5 separate regions of the Mus musculus genome follow, and all the other regions are linked to region 5. The links are chromatin contacts, called in public Hi-C and promoter capture Hi-C maps. All regions are on one chromosome and are shown on one strand. Each heading gives the region's core, a stretch centred on a gene start, on an enhancer-like site or on the middle of the called end of the contact. The rest is flanking DNA. Distances are from core to core; before and after follow the strand shown.

Region 1 (2,700 bases), core at 196-2,695, 1.0 Mb after region 5:
GCTAGGATGACATGCCTTGGGACACCAGATCTGGCTTCCATTTTGACTTTTAGCCTGGTCTCTTGCACCTCAGACCAGAAGCTTCATACAAAACAACAAAGTTCGGGCAATTAACAATGCAAAGCAAGCAAACAAAGGAAAGTAACCAGCCCTCAGGATTTCACTCCATAATGTGTTTTCAGCTTTTCCCGGTCACAGAGATGTAGAAGATCCCTTGGACAAACAGCACTTGAAGAAGGTTATTTCCATTTAAAGGAGGAAGTCTGGGCTGTAGGGATAGTACAGTGTCAGGTGGTAGGTCTGCAGGGTCACAAGGCTGGCTCAGATGTGGCATCACTGGGGGTGGGATGGGGGTGAGGTGGCTGCTCCACACTCTAGACCTGTCTGTCACCTGCTCCTACAAACTGAAGATAGGAAGTAGCTTGAGGCCCAGAGAAAGTGCTAAACCGTGGCTGACTGACCATTGGCCTGGCCTGAGGAGACTGAAACCTGTCCTAGCCTGTAATCAGGCCCAGGCTCAGCAGGAGTCAAAGTGAGGACATGCCTGTGATAAAGCCACCCTGGGGTCACCTGAGGTAGAAGGATCTGTCTGAGAAGGGACAGCTGAGATAAAGCTCTTGGGACAGAACTGTGCTCTGTGGCTTTCCAAGGTGGATCCTGTCGGGATCAGGCCTCTGCTGCAGTTCCTGGACACAGTCTGATTGCTCACCAACCAAAAAAATCTAAAAAAACAAAAAACGTGATAGGTGGTAGTAAGGAAATGAGGGCACACATGGGCTAGCACCCTGGAAAGATAGGTGAGCCATGCCCCTCAAATTCCATGCTCAGCAAGCTCAGACACATAAAAGGGCTTTTATGGGAAGAGAGAGTGGACAGGTTGCACAGCAGGTGTTGTCATCGTCTTTCTTTTTGCTGGAACAAGTCATTGATCTTGCCCTCCAGTGACAAGTCTGTAGTCCCTAAGACCTTGCTTCTCTGCGACTTCGACTTAGGAGTAAATACTTGTGTTTATGGCAGCACAAGACTCGCAGGGGAAGAGCCACAAGATCAGATCCAACCATAAGTCTCCAGACGTCTCCATAATCGTAAAGATTTAGCAGGCAAGACCACAAGTCAGTTTTTTGTTATTTGGGTTGGGGGTGGGTAGAATTTAGGAATATCAAATACAGCGGCAAGGGAGCGGACATTGGACCACCAGCTGGATCATGCAAGGACTGAAGGGGAATGAAGTCTGCAGGACTCCATCGCACCAGCGCCCGACCCACGCAGACAGTTAACAGATGCTCGCCCAGCGTGTGCCCAGCGAGCGCCCAGCGTAGCTGGCGTAGGCGCAGGCGCATGGCTTGGGCGCGTGCACGCTTGCGCGCCGCCGAGCTTCCGCCACGCCTGTCATGGCCGCTCTCGGGGGCCGCCCTCGGCCCCACCCTCGGTGACGCGCCGCGAGTCACCTGACTCGGCTGCGGACTGAGACACACACAAGGGAAGTGATCGTCGCCGGAGTCAGATCGTCTGGCTCGGGACCCCCGCGCGCCATGCCGTCCGAGAAGACCTTCAAGCAGCGCCGGAGCTTTGGTGAGCCCCGCGGGCCCGGGGATGGGAGATCCGGGTGCCGGGAGCGCTGAATGCCCGGACGCCGGTGGTGTCTTGCGGGGCCGAGACCCGGCGGGGCCCGGAGCGACGCAGCCAGTGGGATATTGGTCTCGGGGGGGTTCGGTCTCCGGGGTAGCTCGGGTGCTCAGCGTCGCCTTGGCCGTCGGTCGCCGATGGGCTCGGCGTCCCCTGCGGGACTGGAGGCCCGACCCCGGTGGCGTAGGGTACCGCAGGCTCTGCGCGCTTGGCTGTGTCCTTCGTGGGCCCCAGGTCCGGGCGCCCCGCAAGCCTCGGAGCAGCACCCAGCCGCCTTTGCACCCGAAGTCGTCTTGGGCATATGTGTGTGTGTGGAGGGGGGGGTGGCCTTTGTCTCATAACGGAAACTTAACAGCTGTTTTGTTTTGTTTGCTTGTACTGATCTTAAGTTATTCTGGAACAGCCCTCAAGAAAGGAGTGTGGGTTGGGGAAAATGAGCCGTGCACAAACATTAGCTCTGACGCGGGTCCCCAGAGTGGCCGGGGGTAATCTCTCCGAAGCTCCATCTGGCTTGCGATTGTTTTTCTCTAGATTGCCTTCCCTCTCTCCCTAACCCAGCTATTCTGAAGAAAGCGCGGGCATCCGATTGCTGCGGCTTTCCTTTGCTTTTTGACTTTATTGGACCTAAACTGGTGGGCACTGACAGTTGAGAGGTTCCCCACACAGATGTTCAAAGCGGCCCCTTTGAGGAGGCCAGGACCGGTCTTGCTCCTTTCCAGTGAGTTTGGAGGGATTTAGGTTGGAGCTCTAGAGTTTCCACTATCCAGACTGCGGGAATGTTTACAAGGTGGATGGATTTAGGTAGGGCTCACCCCAAACCGACCCTTTGTAGCTGAAGCACCTGGGTGGGGCTTAGGGCGGTGAAGCTCAGGGTCCGCCTAGTGGCAGAGTCCCATTAGCTTTCTGTTATAAATTCTTACACTTCCAGTAAGCAGCGATCATCCCCAGTGCTGTAAGGAAGGAGACTGGCAGCCAGGAGGCCCGTGTAGGCTTGCAGATTCTTAGAAGGACGCGCCCAATTTCCCAAGTTTAGAACTGATCACGTGATTTCAGGCTTCTCAAGTGGTTCCACTG
Region 2 (2,700 bases), core at 19-2,518, 2.0 Mb after region 5:
CCTGAAACAGGGTGCACAAGCAGTGTCCGTGGAGAGATGGAGGGAATCACGCACAACCCCCCCACCTCCAACAGATGGACTTCCACGAGGCAGACCAACTTTCACAGTGGGTACACTGACTCTCTGTGGGCTAATTTAATCAGACCCCGAGGAAGGTCACATGTGGAGGGGTGCTGACTGCTTCAGGAGGTGTAAGGGGGTGAGCAGCTGGGCAAGGTGCCCTGGGTGAGGCTGGGAGGGCGGCAATGGAGCCCAGCACCTATGACACCAAAAGAGAGAAGCTCTTTGCAAGAAAGGGACGTATGCCAAGGTAGGGGATCTCCAGTTCTGACATCAGGCAGAGCCTCCTGGGGCGCCCTGTGCCCCAGTCCCTCTGGAAGGTAACCAAGTAGGGCACAAGGAAGACAGGAGCTTAGCATTGGACAGACAACCTCGGAACTGAGACTAAGAACTGCGCCTAGGGCTGGAACATTAGTTCTGGTAGGAAATTTCTGACTTGAAAAGCTCCAGGCAGAACGCCACCTTCTCCCAGATTGGTCAGGAAGTCATGATGCAAGTTTGATTTTTTTCTTTCTTTCTTTCTTTTTTCTTAACTACGAAAGAGAATAGAAAGTCGCGCTCCCCTCACAGCTCAGACACTAACAGCCCCTTGCCCGGGCCTCTCCTCCCAGCCCGCGTGGAGACGCCCAGCGCTATCTGGGGCTCTCGCGGACCCGCGCCTCGCCGTTGCCTGCCGTGCTTTCCACTCGGTGCCCGGGCCGGGCCCGCCGAGGCCGCCAGCGCGCTCACGCCTCTGGAATGCGAGCGCCCTGGGCCGCGAGTCCCGCGGAATCTCCTCGCCTATGCTCGCCCGCCGGGGCGGCGCGGCGCAGGGGGACGCGGACGCAGCCTTCCCGCCCGCGCCCTCCACTCACCCGCCAGGAGCGTGCAGGGCAGCAACAGCCAGTAGAGCCCGGCGCCCAGCACGTGCGGCTCCATGCCCCGCGGCCGGGGGACCGCCCGGGGTCGCGCCGCCGTGGCTAAAGGGAGGTGCGAGGGCCGGAGGAACCGCGCGCCATGGCACTCTGGGCGGGTCTCCGCACGTGCGGCGCGCGGCTGCTGTGACCTCCCGCCGGCCTCGATCTCGGGTCGCCGGCCGGCCCGGCCGCGCCCTCTGGTTCCCGACGGCCGGATCCCGCGCACGCTGGGTTGTCAGCCCGCCCGGCTCGGAACTCACGGCGGCTCGTGGAGGCCGAGCTGGGCCGGACGGCGACGCGGCGGCTCTCTCCCTGCTCCCGCCTGCGGGCCTTTATAAGCTCGGCCCCCGCCCTCCCTGGAGTGCCCGCCTCCGCGCTTCCCCCGACGGCCAGGCGCGCCCAGGCACCCCCTCGCTGCCCAGCGCAGTCTGCTCGAGCGCCGGCCCTACTAGCCTGGCTGGTGCCGGTGACCCGGAGACCTCGACCCGCGCGCCCCCCAAACCCTCCTTCAGCCCAGCGCAGTTACTCGCACTGTGCCCGTGGGGCGCTTCTCCCTGGGGCTCCGGGGCCTGGGACCCGGGGTGGGGGCAATACAAGAAGACTCCCAAAGACCTGACCCACTTAGTACCCACGCGCAACTGCGCCCCTCGTGGTTGGAGCAACTTTCGCTTTGTTCCCCAAGCCGTGATGGCGCAGCGCCCTCTGGGGGCTGTCAGAGTCCCTAACTGTGGCACTGGCGGCCACGCTGGCTAGGCCTTGGTGGTTGGGGTGGAGAGACACCTTACTGCTGTGGCATCAGACAGCTGCATCCCACTGTGGTCTGCGTTGGGGCTTTGGGACTGCTTCCAGTCACACCTGCCCCCACTGTGTGGCTTGGCTTTAGTCAGTGTGCTACAGACAGTAGCAAAAGCTGACAGAGCACCTGCTGTCCCATTGGTGGCCAGACAAGGTCTGAGTCCGGCACGTGCCCGGTACCTCACCCAAGCCGCCTTGGTTTGGCTCAGTCTTCCGTATTAAGGTGGATAGGAAAGACGAAATGAAAAGGGGTCAAGAACGGCACAGTTGGACCAAGTTCAGGATGCACTGGGAAATGAGTAGCATTAGGGGCAGAGGCTTAACCGGGAGCGGTGATGATGTGACCCTTTTGAGCCTCAAGGCACCAGCAGGCTAAAGTCAATCACACTTCAGAACCTTCAATTTTCCAGAACCACCAGAAATGCAGGCTTTCCCTGGACATATAGTATTTAAACTGCCTAGCTTGGTCTCCAAGACTCACCTCTAGTCTGACTCTGAAGGGGTGCTGCTAAGACACGGGAAGGTTCAGAAATTCATTCAGACCTGCTCCTTGAGCAGCAGTTCTCAACCTGTGGGTCGTGACAGCTATGGGCCTTGAACGACCCTTTCATAGGGGTTGCATAATAGATATCCTACATAACAGCTATTTACATTATGATTCATAAGAGTAGCAAAATTATAGGCCGGGCGTGGCCTTTAATCCCAGCCCTCGGGAGGCAGAGGCAGGCAGATTTCTGAGTTCGAGGCCAGCCTGGTCTACAAAGTGAGTTCCAGGACAGCCAGGGCTACACAGAGAAACCCTGTCTCAAAAAAAAAAAAAAAAAAAAAAAAGAAGTAGCAAAATTATAGTTATAGCAACAAAATAATTTTATGGTCAAGGGTCACCACAACATGAAGTGTCTTAAGGAATATTAATTAATTAATTATTAATTAATAATAAATAAAAATA
Region 3 (2,700 bases), core at 142-2,641, 1.0 Mb before region 5:
TCAATTAAAAAAATATGCACTGGGGACTGGTTAGATGGCTCAGCAGATTGTTTTTGCTGTGCAAGCTTAAGGACCTGAGCTGAGGTCCCCAGCAGTATCTAAGAGTGGGTATGTAAGCAGAACCAATTTGTAATTTCAGTATTGGGAAGAAAGGAGCAGACGAGAGGACCCTGGGGGCCAGTCAGTCAGTCAAACATAAAGAAAACTCTTGAGTTCTGTGAGAGACGTTTTCTCGAAAAATAAGGTTGCAAGTGACAGACACTGACCCGTAGCCTCCACACCCACACATAAATAAACAACACTCCCCCCGCCCCAACACACACACACACCCTCCACTGATAAAGTAACGTTGGACATGGCGCGTCTGTAATATTTTAGCAATGACTAGGGTCACTCTGAAAAAGCCATCCCACCCTTGGGAATGAAGTTACAACACCACCACCTGTAAAAAGCGGCTAACGCTTCTCCCCTACAACGAGAATTCGATGAGGTGACGCATAAAAAGCATTTGCAACAGTGCCTTCCCGCCACCCCTCAATAAACCGGAGCCACTAGGCAGGATCATCGCTCAGGGTTCGATGCTAGCGACCCCTATTCGTACTGACCCGAGTTTATGAAGAAGCTAAGAGCGCTGTCCCCGCGGCTTCACTTTATCCCCTTCCTCAATCGCACCCGGGTGTACTACACAAGAGGAAGGAAACGGACGCAACGACATCCCAGGATCTCAGCGAAGGCTCGGCCCAGAGCCCTGGCAGGTGGTCGTTGAGACTCCCCGTGGGAACCCGAACCCGCTGCGGTCACCGCCCAGGGGTGCGGCTGAGTCCTGGTAGCAGAACAGGGACTCCCTGCTAGTGTCCCATCCCTCCCCAGTGGCGCCGGGCACGGCCCAGCGACTCTGCAAAACCCACCGGGCTCTGCAGAAGCTGCGCGCTTTCTTCAGCAGCGCGGCCATTCTGCATCAGTCCTGAGACTTAGAACCTACTTAGACCTAGCGACCAGGAATAAAGGAGGATAAAGAGACACCGACAAAAGGGCCGTCCCGGGGCGTGTCGCCTGTGCGAGCCTCCTGCCGAGGACCAGGCCCGGGACACCTGCTCAGGGAGCTGAGCGGCTGCCTAGAGCGCGGAACCAGAGTTCCCCGCTACGGGGCGCGGCGGGGGGGAGGGCGTTCCCGAGGGTCGGGGTCCAGGGGGCGTGGCCAGGGACGGAAGCGGGGCGCGAGGGGCGTGAGGGGCGCGGGCGCAATACCTGCAGCGAGAGGCGCGGTCTCCGAAGCCCGTCCCGCCCGCTGCCCGCGCGGCCGCCGCCCCGGGACACCACCGCAGGTCCGCTACCCACGTGATCCGCGCACGCGCCCGGGTGCAGTTTCCCCCGTGGCCCCCCCTCGGCTAGGCCCGCCCTCGGCGGCGTAACTGACTGCGCGTGCGCACTGGTTGCCGCGGCGACCGGGAAAGCGTTGGACAGCCAACGACGCGGACCGTAGAGTATTAGGGCTGAGTGGTCGGGCCAGGAGTGAGCATGCACCCCGAAGTCTCTGAGCCGCCGGTGGACAGCGTGGCGGAGCCCAGTCTGGAGGAGTCGGCAGGCGATCACGGCGACGCGGGGCCAGGGATCCGTAAAGAAGGTGCCTTAGCGCTGGGAAGCCAAAGGGGCGAGGGCTCGTGTCCCTCACACATGCCCATTTCACTCAGCTGGGGACAACCAGCACCCCTCACACATACCCATCCATACAGCTACAAGAACAGCACCTTTATTGATATGATCAATCCAGTACATATAGAAGACCCATTATTTATTCCATGATAATTTATTAGATACCTTCCTGTGGCTGGGAATTGTTTGCAATGAGTGTAAGACACAGTTCCCAAACAGTGTTCAGCGTCATTCAACAAACCACAAGTACAGAGAGTTCATCAGCTCTTGACGTTACATTTATCTAAGGCTTCTAGAGGCGCCTTGCAGGGTAAAAGTGCTTGCAACACAATCCTCCAGACCTGAGTTTGAATCTCAGAAGTACATACATGCAGAGGTTAAGATCAACCATGTGATTGCTGGGACTTGAACTCTCGGAACCTTCTGTAGAGCAGTCAGTACTCTTACCCGCTGAGCCATCTCTCCAGGCCCTGGAAAATGTCTTTCATATTTAATAGTGTGCACAGGGTTCTAACATCCAAGGAGAGACCAGCCCAGAACAAAGCTTGCTTCTTTTACACAGGTTTGAGCGATCAAACTGATCACACCCTGTTCTTGTGTGTGCTTTTATCAGTGAGTTGTTTTTATGTTGCCGCCCCTAAGTTACACTTTGAGCAATTAAACACGTTTACAGGAGTGGGAACTGTAGGTGCTCACACCTGGCAAAAGGGGTAGGGGGGAGATTTACACAGCAAACTGCATCACAGTTATCTCTGAACCAAAGTGGGGAGAGACAGAGCTCTTGCCCTGTCCCAGAGCTGCCCTTCTGCTGTCCCTGGTAAGAGAAATGGGCTTGCGGGCTGGAAAGTTGGCTCAGCGGTTAAGAACACTGACTGCTCTTCCAAACGTCCTGAGTTCAATTCCCTGCAACCACGTGGTGGTTCACAACTATAATAGGATCCATGGCCTCTTCTGGTGGGTCTGAAGACAGATACAATGTACTCATATAAATAAAATAAATCTTTTTAGAAAGAGAGAGGGGGGGGGCTTGATGAACTTCTGTTCTGT
Region 4 (2,700 bases), core at 54-2,553, 1.7 Mb after region 5:
TTCAAGAAGGAAAAACCTGAGGTTCCCTCCCCTCCCCTCCAATTAGGCATAAGACTGAACCACTTGAGGCTACCCACAGTCATCGGAAGCTGCAAATCTCATACTGAAGCTTCCTTCTGGATCAGAGTCTCTGTCAACTTTCAAAGTCCAGCAAAAATTTAGTGTCCAGGCCTCGGGCATCCAGACCCCACTGCTGGCTCCCTGAAAGGCACAGCTTCAAGGGGCAGCACAACTTAAGCCATGGGGGCGGAGCTCCAGAGCGGAGGGGCAGGGCCAGACAAGCTAGGGGCCTGTGCCGCGGGGCTGCTGCACAGGTCTCCAAGGGGCAGAACAGGTCTCCAAGTCCTAAATAGGCCTGCGGACATAACCTCAGGAAACTACAACTAACTAAGAAGGCTAGAGGTCTATCTAGAAACGAGGGTGGGAATTCGGGACAAGGCCGGCGCGACCTGGGGCCAGCCCAGGGGCCAGCCCGGAGGAGGTGAGGACAAAGCTGAGGATTGGACAGACGTGGGCAAGGCCTGTGTTGGGGGCGGGGAAGGACCAGGCCTGTGCGAAGGACTACGGAGCAGAGGCGGGGCCAGGGAGAAGGCGGGCCTACGGAGGCGTGGCGAAGGCAAAGAAGGAGGAGACGTGGGCGGAGCCAGCACCTGGAAGGGCGGGTTGTGGGCGTGGCCAGCAGGGTGGCAAGGAATACAGGGGCGGAGCCCGTGGGAAGGACTAGTAAAGGGGCGGGATCAGTTTGAGGACAGCTGAGGCTGTGCTCTTGTGAGGAGGACGAGCAAAGGGAGTCAACAAGAGAGTGTAGCTGAGGAGCAGGGTCACTGTGAGGGCGGGGCAGGGGCAGGGACAACGTGGGGAGGACAACTGATAGGCGGGATCAGGGTAATAAGGTTGCTGAGGGACAGGGTCGACGAAAGGAGGACGGCTGAGGAGCGGGGGTCAATGTGAGGAGGACGGCTGAGGGGCGGGGTCAACGCGAGGAGGGACGGCCGAAGGGCGGGACCAATGTGGGAAGAATCGGCTGAAGGGCGGGGTCAGCGCGAGGAGCACAGATGAGGGGTGGAGCCAGCGCGAGGACAGAAGGCCCGGCCCAGGCTGGGTGAGTACGCGGAAGTCGGTGCAAGCAGAGAAAAGACGAGCGCTAGTTTGGGGCGGGGCCAGTGGGAAGGACGGCCTGAGGGCGGGGTCAGCACGGGTGGGAAGGCGCTACCGCGGAGGACGGTCCGGGGCGTGGCGAGAGGCGGGGCCCGCCGCCAGCTACGCGAAGGCCCCGCCCGCCTGGCCAGCCTGCGGGGAGCGCCCTGGCGGCGGCCGCCGGTTCGCCGCTCGCGGCTCGCAGGTTCCATTGAGAAAAGCTGAGCGGCGGCGGCGGCGGCGTCTGCGCCGGAGCAGAGAAGCCGCCACCAGCCCGCCGCCCGCCGGGCAGTCCGCGCGCCCGAGCGCAGGGCCGTGGCCTCGGGCCTCCGCGGCGGCGCCGGCGGCCCACGCGCGGCGCGGCGGGCTGGGGGCGCGGGCCGAGGCAGCCGTGGAGCCCGCGGGCCGGGGGCATGAGCCGCCCCGCTACCCCGCCGCGCCCCTGCCGCCCGCCGCCGCCCGCCAGGGGCTAGAGGCGGCCGCCGCGAGGGCGCGCGGCGCCGGAGACATGTCCAGGAGGAAACAGAGCAATCCCCGGCAGATCAAGCGTGAGTCAAACTTTGCCCGTGGTGCCCGCCAGACCCCCGCTGGCGCCCCGCCGCCCCGCGCCGCCCCTGCGCGGCCGCCCAACCCCGCTGCGCCCGCGACCTTCACCCCGCGCCGCGCCCCCCGCGCCGAGTGCCAAGCGCGCCGTAATCTAATCTCTGCCGGCGGGCAGGGCCCCCGCGTCTCAGCATGGGCACCCAGGGGGTCCGGGCCCCAGAGAGGGTGGCGGGTCCCGAGAGCCGGAAGGAGAGTGTCTGGGGGCGCGGCTCCAGCAGAGCCGGGCCACCTCGCAGCCTGCACCTCCCCCGCATCCGAGATGGTGCGGCGATAGGGCGGCCCCGATCTGGGCTCAGATAAAGTTTAAAATATTCCATTCTGCAAGTCCCATCCTGATAAGATCGCTCTGTCGGGACGGGCTGAAATTGTGATCTTATCTGGCGTGCTTGACTCTCCCAGGCTTTGTATCTAGAGGCAGAAGGAGAAAGACCTGGGAGTAAGGGGGACTTGGGACTGCGGGGACCGGCCGGCGCCCACCGCAGCGCTTTGGCTGCAGAGCGACAAGGCAGCGGAATAGGTAGTGGAGGCTGCTCCAACCTAGGCATTTGGCACTGGCTGACCAAACCCCCTTTATCCGCTCCGGCTCTGGAGTTTTCGATCCGACCTCTGCCTGCTGGGGGACATGTGGAGATCCGACCCACCAACTGCCCCTAACAACGCTACACGAATGGATGCCCATGGGCACCGCTCTCTCCACCTCCATCCGAGGGGTTATCCTGAACCATCCAGGGACCTCAGGCACTCAAACGTTGTTCCCGAGTGAAGTTTCTCGCAGGTTCTCCCGTGGGCACTTTCCCGAGCAAGGCAGACCCTATAATCCTACATCATCCGTGCCCCCCTACAGTAAGACCCTCCTGGGCTCTTGGGGCTACCAGGTTGCGGGGCCTCTTGGCTGCTCTAGGAGCGAGTAAGCACACAGGAAGAGCTCCTCCCCACGCCACACCAATAATAACTTCGCGC
Region 5 (2,700 bases), core at 122-2,621:
ACATTTCCAGAAGACAGAGCCGCATGGCACACGACAGCATTCTGTTGACCTCAGATCCCAGGACAGAGAGGCCTCCTGCACTCCTGACTGCTCCTCTCCATGTAGCAAAGGCAATAGAAGTCTGTTCCCCTGCTCCCCAACCCTGGCCAGCAGACACTGGGAAATGGACTCAGGCTTTGGGGGACAGGGGTGCTAAAGATGCCCCTCAAGGCACAGAAACTGGGGTCCCAGTTTCAAGACTATCAGAGTCACCAGACAGTGGTGGCGCACGCCTTTAATCCCAGCACTTGGGAGGCAGAGGCAGGCGGATTTCTGAGTTCGAGGCCAGCCTGGTCTACAGAGTGAGTTCCAGGACAGCCAGGGCTACACAGAGAAACAAAAAAAGACAAACAAAAACAAAACTTGTTTAAGGTTGCATCTCTGTTCCCCAATCCCTACCTGTACTGGCTAGTTTTGTGTCAACTTGACACAGCTGGAGTTATCACAGAGAAAGGAGCCTCCCTTGAGGACATGCCTCCATGAGATCCAGCTGTAAGGCATTTTCTCAATTAGTGATCAAGGGGGAAAGGCCCCTTGTGGGTGGTGCCATCTCTGGGCTGATAATCCTGGGTTCTATAAGAGAGCAGGCTGAGCAAACCAGGGGAGGCAAGCCAGTCAAGAACATCCCTCCATGGCCTCTGCATCAGCTCCTGCTTCCTGACCTGCTTGAGTTCCAGTCCTGACTTCCTTGGTGATGGAAGTGTAAGCCAAATAAACCGTTTCCTCCCCAACTTGCTTGTTGGTCATGATGTTTGTGCAGGAATAGAAACCCTGACTAGGACACCACCCCACCCCCAGACAGGGTTTCACTGTGTAGTCCTGGCTGTTTGTCCTGCACCTCCCTCTGTGGACCAAGCTGGCTTCAAACTCAGAGATCTTCCTGCCTCTACCGCCTCTAAAGAGTGCTGGGACTACAGGCGTGCGCCATCACTACAGCCCCCTCCCCGTACAAGCCCGCCCACCCGGGCCCGGGAATGCTCACCCACATCCATCCATTCCGGAGGTAACAGGCGGCACTTCTGTCTCTGTTTCAGGTTAATGGCCAGCCACAGGGGCACGTCCACGGGTAAGCCGGGGTTGAAGGGCCCCAGGTCCCCCTGCAAGGACAACGCAGACCCCAGGTGGAAAGGAGCGGTGACCCGAGCATGATCCCAGGCCGCCGCCCCGTACCGCCCTGGCTCACCCCGATCAGGTAGATCTTGTCCAGACTGAAGTTCGGGATGATAGTCACCAACTCCTTTTCGGCCAAAAACTCCACCTCGGCCGCATCCATGTTGAAGAGTAGGCGGCCCAGGCCCGTTACCGCCCCTCCGCGACTCAGAGGCAGCGCCTCAGGCACTTCTTTCCCGCCACCGCGCGGGGCCCGCCCCTCGAACGGAAGACGTCCTGCGGCGGCCCTATAGAGACGTTGCTCTCTTCGCAGCCTCCAAGTCACAGCTAGTACAAACTCGCGGATTGGTCTGTAGGCGGAGCTGTACGCCGGCCCCGCCCCTCTAAGGCCTACCGATGCCCTTTCCAGTACTTGGGCTCCACGCTTCCTGAATCCTGATCCAGCGAGTTACAGCCCTGACGGCCCCGCCCTACTACGTCACTACCCTCTCTAGGCCCCGCCTCTGGCCCGTCCGCTTTTTTTCATTGGTCTCCGGGTCTGCCTCGACTCCGCCTCTTGCCCGCCTACCACGCTCACGGCCCCGCACCTACCTCGTTTGGGTCGGGTCTGTACAGCCCCGCCTCTTGCTCCCGCCCCTCCTTCGTTCGGCCTCGCCCCTCCTGCGCCCGCCCCCTTCTGTCCACGAGCTGGAGGCTGTGTACTTATGGCTTCTTGCTCCTTTGCGTCCTGCAGCAGGCTGAGTCCCTCGCCTGATTCCACTCTTTGAGGGTAAAGGTTTGGAGCCGAGTTTTCACCTGCGCGAAACACAGATCCAGGAATAAACGCATTCATCTCAAAGTCAGCTCCGGGTCCCCGGACATGGCTGGCTGGTCCACACAGACGCCATATCGAAGGAAGTGTTTTCCCTTTAATTTTAGTCTTTGCCCTTTCTACAGATGGTTTAAAAGCAATGAAAATGCGCCTCCCCTATCTGCTCCATGCAGATCCTTCGAGACAGAGCCCAGAATCAGAACTTTGGCAAACCAAACCTCAGGTGAGACTACAGGGACAAGTTTGCACACGTATTATCATTCTTTTATTATTGTTGTTATTGCAATTGTGAAGATGGAACCCCGGTCCTCAAAAATGATAAGCACAGCCTCTTCCACTGAGCTATACCCTGGAGCCTGATGCCCTCAAGCCTTCTGTACAGAGTGCCTTGGTAAGCCAACAGCCCTAGAGTCCTTGCATTAATATGGCCCCACAGGGGCATTTTGAATCAGGAGTCTTGTGAGGACAGCTGAACTATTAATAGGCATTATAATCAGGGTGACTCTGGCAGGGTGCCAGCAGACCAGGGTAGCTCCTGGGGAGGAATAGGTCACCTACAACTGGTAAGGACAAGAGGGGCTGGATCTGAGTGTGAAACCCTCACCACTGGGCGCTGAGGTGAGGTGTAATCTTAGTATTCCATAGGTGGAAGCAAGAAGGATCACCAGCTAGGGACAGCCTGAGTCACTCAGCATTTCCTATCTCAAAAATAAAGATATGCAAGGATAGGGGCGTACTCT

What was found. Promoter capture Hi-C pulls out the DNA fragments that hold promoters and counts their contacts. Hi-C and Micro-C count contacts between places; a contact is called where the count stands out from the background.
Region 1: a contact with region 5 is called in a Hi-C map of erythroblasts, with 6 times the contacts expected there. The contact joins the promoter of Map1lc3b here to the promoter of Gins2 in region 5. A contact is called at or near these places in 7 of 39 promoter capture datasets (the 3T3-L1 cell line, embryonic stem cells, hippocampal neurons and 3 more), 4 of 484 Hi-C or Micro-C datasets (CD4 T cells, CD8 T cells, effector CD8 T cells and 1 more) and 6 of 115 datasets of contacts at active chromatin or transcription factors (cardiomyocytes, embryonic forebrain, embryonic stem cells and 3 more).
Region 2: a contact with region 5 is called in a promoter capture Hi-C map of pre-B cells, with 3 times the contacts expected there. The contact joins the promoter of Piezo1 here to the promoter of Gins2 in region 5. A contact is called at or near these places in 4 of 39 promoter capture datasets (the C10 cell line, liver and pre-B cells) and 3 of 115 datasets of contacts at active chromatin or transcription factors (embryonic stem cells and stem cell-derived neural progenitor cells).
Region 3: a contact with region 5 is called in a Hi-C map of CD8 T cells, with 4 times the contacts expected there. The contact joins the promoter of Dnaaf1 here to the promoter of Gins2 in region 5. A contact is called at or near these places in 2 of 39 promoter capture datasets (liver and pre-B cells) and 1 of 484 Hi-C or Micro-C datasets (CD8 T cells).
Region 4: a promoter capture Hi-C map of embryonic stem cells shows a contact between it and region 5, with 2.6 times the contacts expected there. The contact joins the promoter of Zfpm1 here to the promoter of Gins2 in region 5. A contact is called at or near these places in 3 of 39 promoter capture datasets (embryonic stem cells, liver and pre-B cells) and 1 of 115 datasets of contacts at active chromatin or transcription factors (large pre-B cells).

What each region holds. Positions count from the first base shown.
Region 1 is chr8:121,588,993-121,591,692 of GRCm38.p6, forward strand. It overlaps Map1lc3b (microtubule-associated protein 1 light chain 3 beta), which reads left to right and starts at 1,446. Exons shown (of 4, transcript NM_026160.5): 1 at 1,446-1,572. The coding sequence starts at 1,533.
Region 2 is chr8:122,550,061-122,552,760 of GRCm38.p6, forward strand. Piezo1 (piezo-type mechanosensitive ion channel component 1) reads right to left here and starts at 1,269. Exons shown (of 51, transcript NM_001357349.1): 1 at 915-1,269. The coding sequence starts at 978.
Region 3 is chr8:119,573,844-119,576,543 of GRCm38.p6, forward strand. It overlaps Dnaaf1 (dynein, axonemal assembly factor 1), which reads left to right and starts at 1,392. Exons shown (of 12, transcript NM_026648.4): 1 at 1,392-1,624. The coding sequence starts at 1,519. It overlaps Hsdl1 (hydroxysteroid dehydrogenase like 1), which reads right to left and starts at 1,332. Exons shown (of 5, transcript NM_175185.5): 1 at 1,249-1,332.
Region 4 is chr8:122,280,838-122,283,537 of GRCm38.p6, forward strand. It overlaps Zfpm1 (zinc finger protein, multitype 1), which reads left to right and starts at 1,304. Exons shown (of 10, transcript NM_009569.4): 1 at 1,304-1,685. The coding sequence starts at 1,646. All of the region lies in intron 1 of Gm39269 (a long non-coding RNA gene), which reads right to left. RefSeq lists an enhancer at 1,918-2,161.
Region 5 is chr8:120,587,704-120,590,403 of GRCm38.p6, forward strand. Gins2 (GINS complex subunit 2 (Psf2 homolog)) reads right to left here and starts at 1,372. Exons shown (of 5, transcript NM_178856.1): 1 at 1,223-1,372; 2 at 1,022-1,136. The coding sequence starts at 1,312. Gm10614 (a long non-coding RNA gene) reads left to right here and starts at 1,474. Exons shown (of 4, transcript XR_003947476.1): 1 at 1,474-2,351.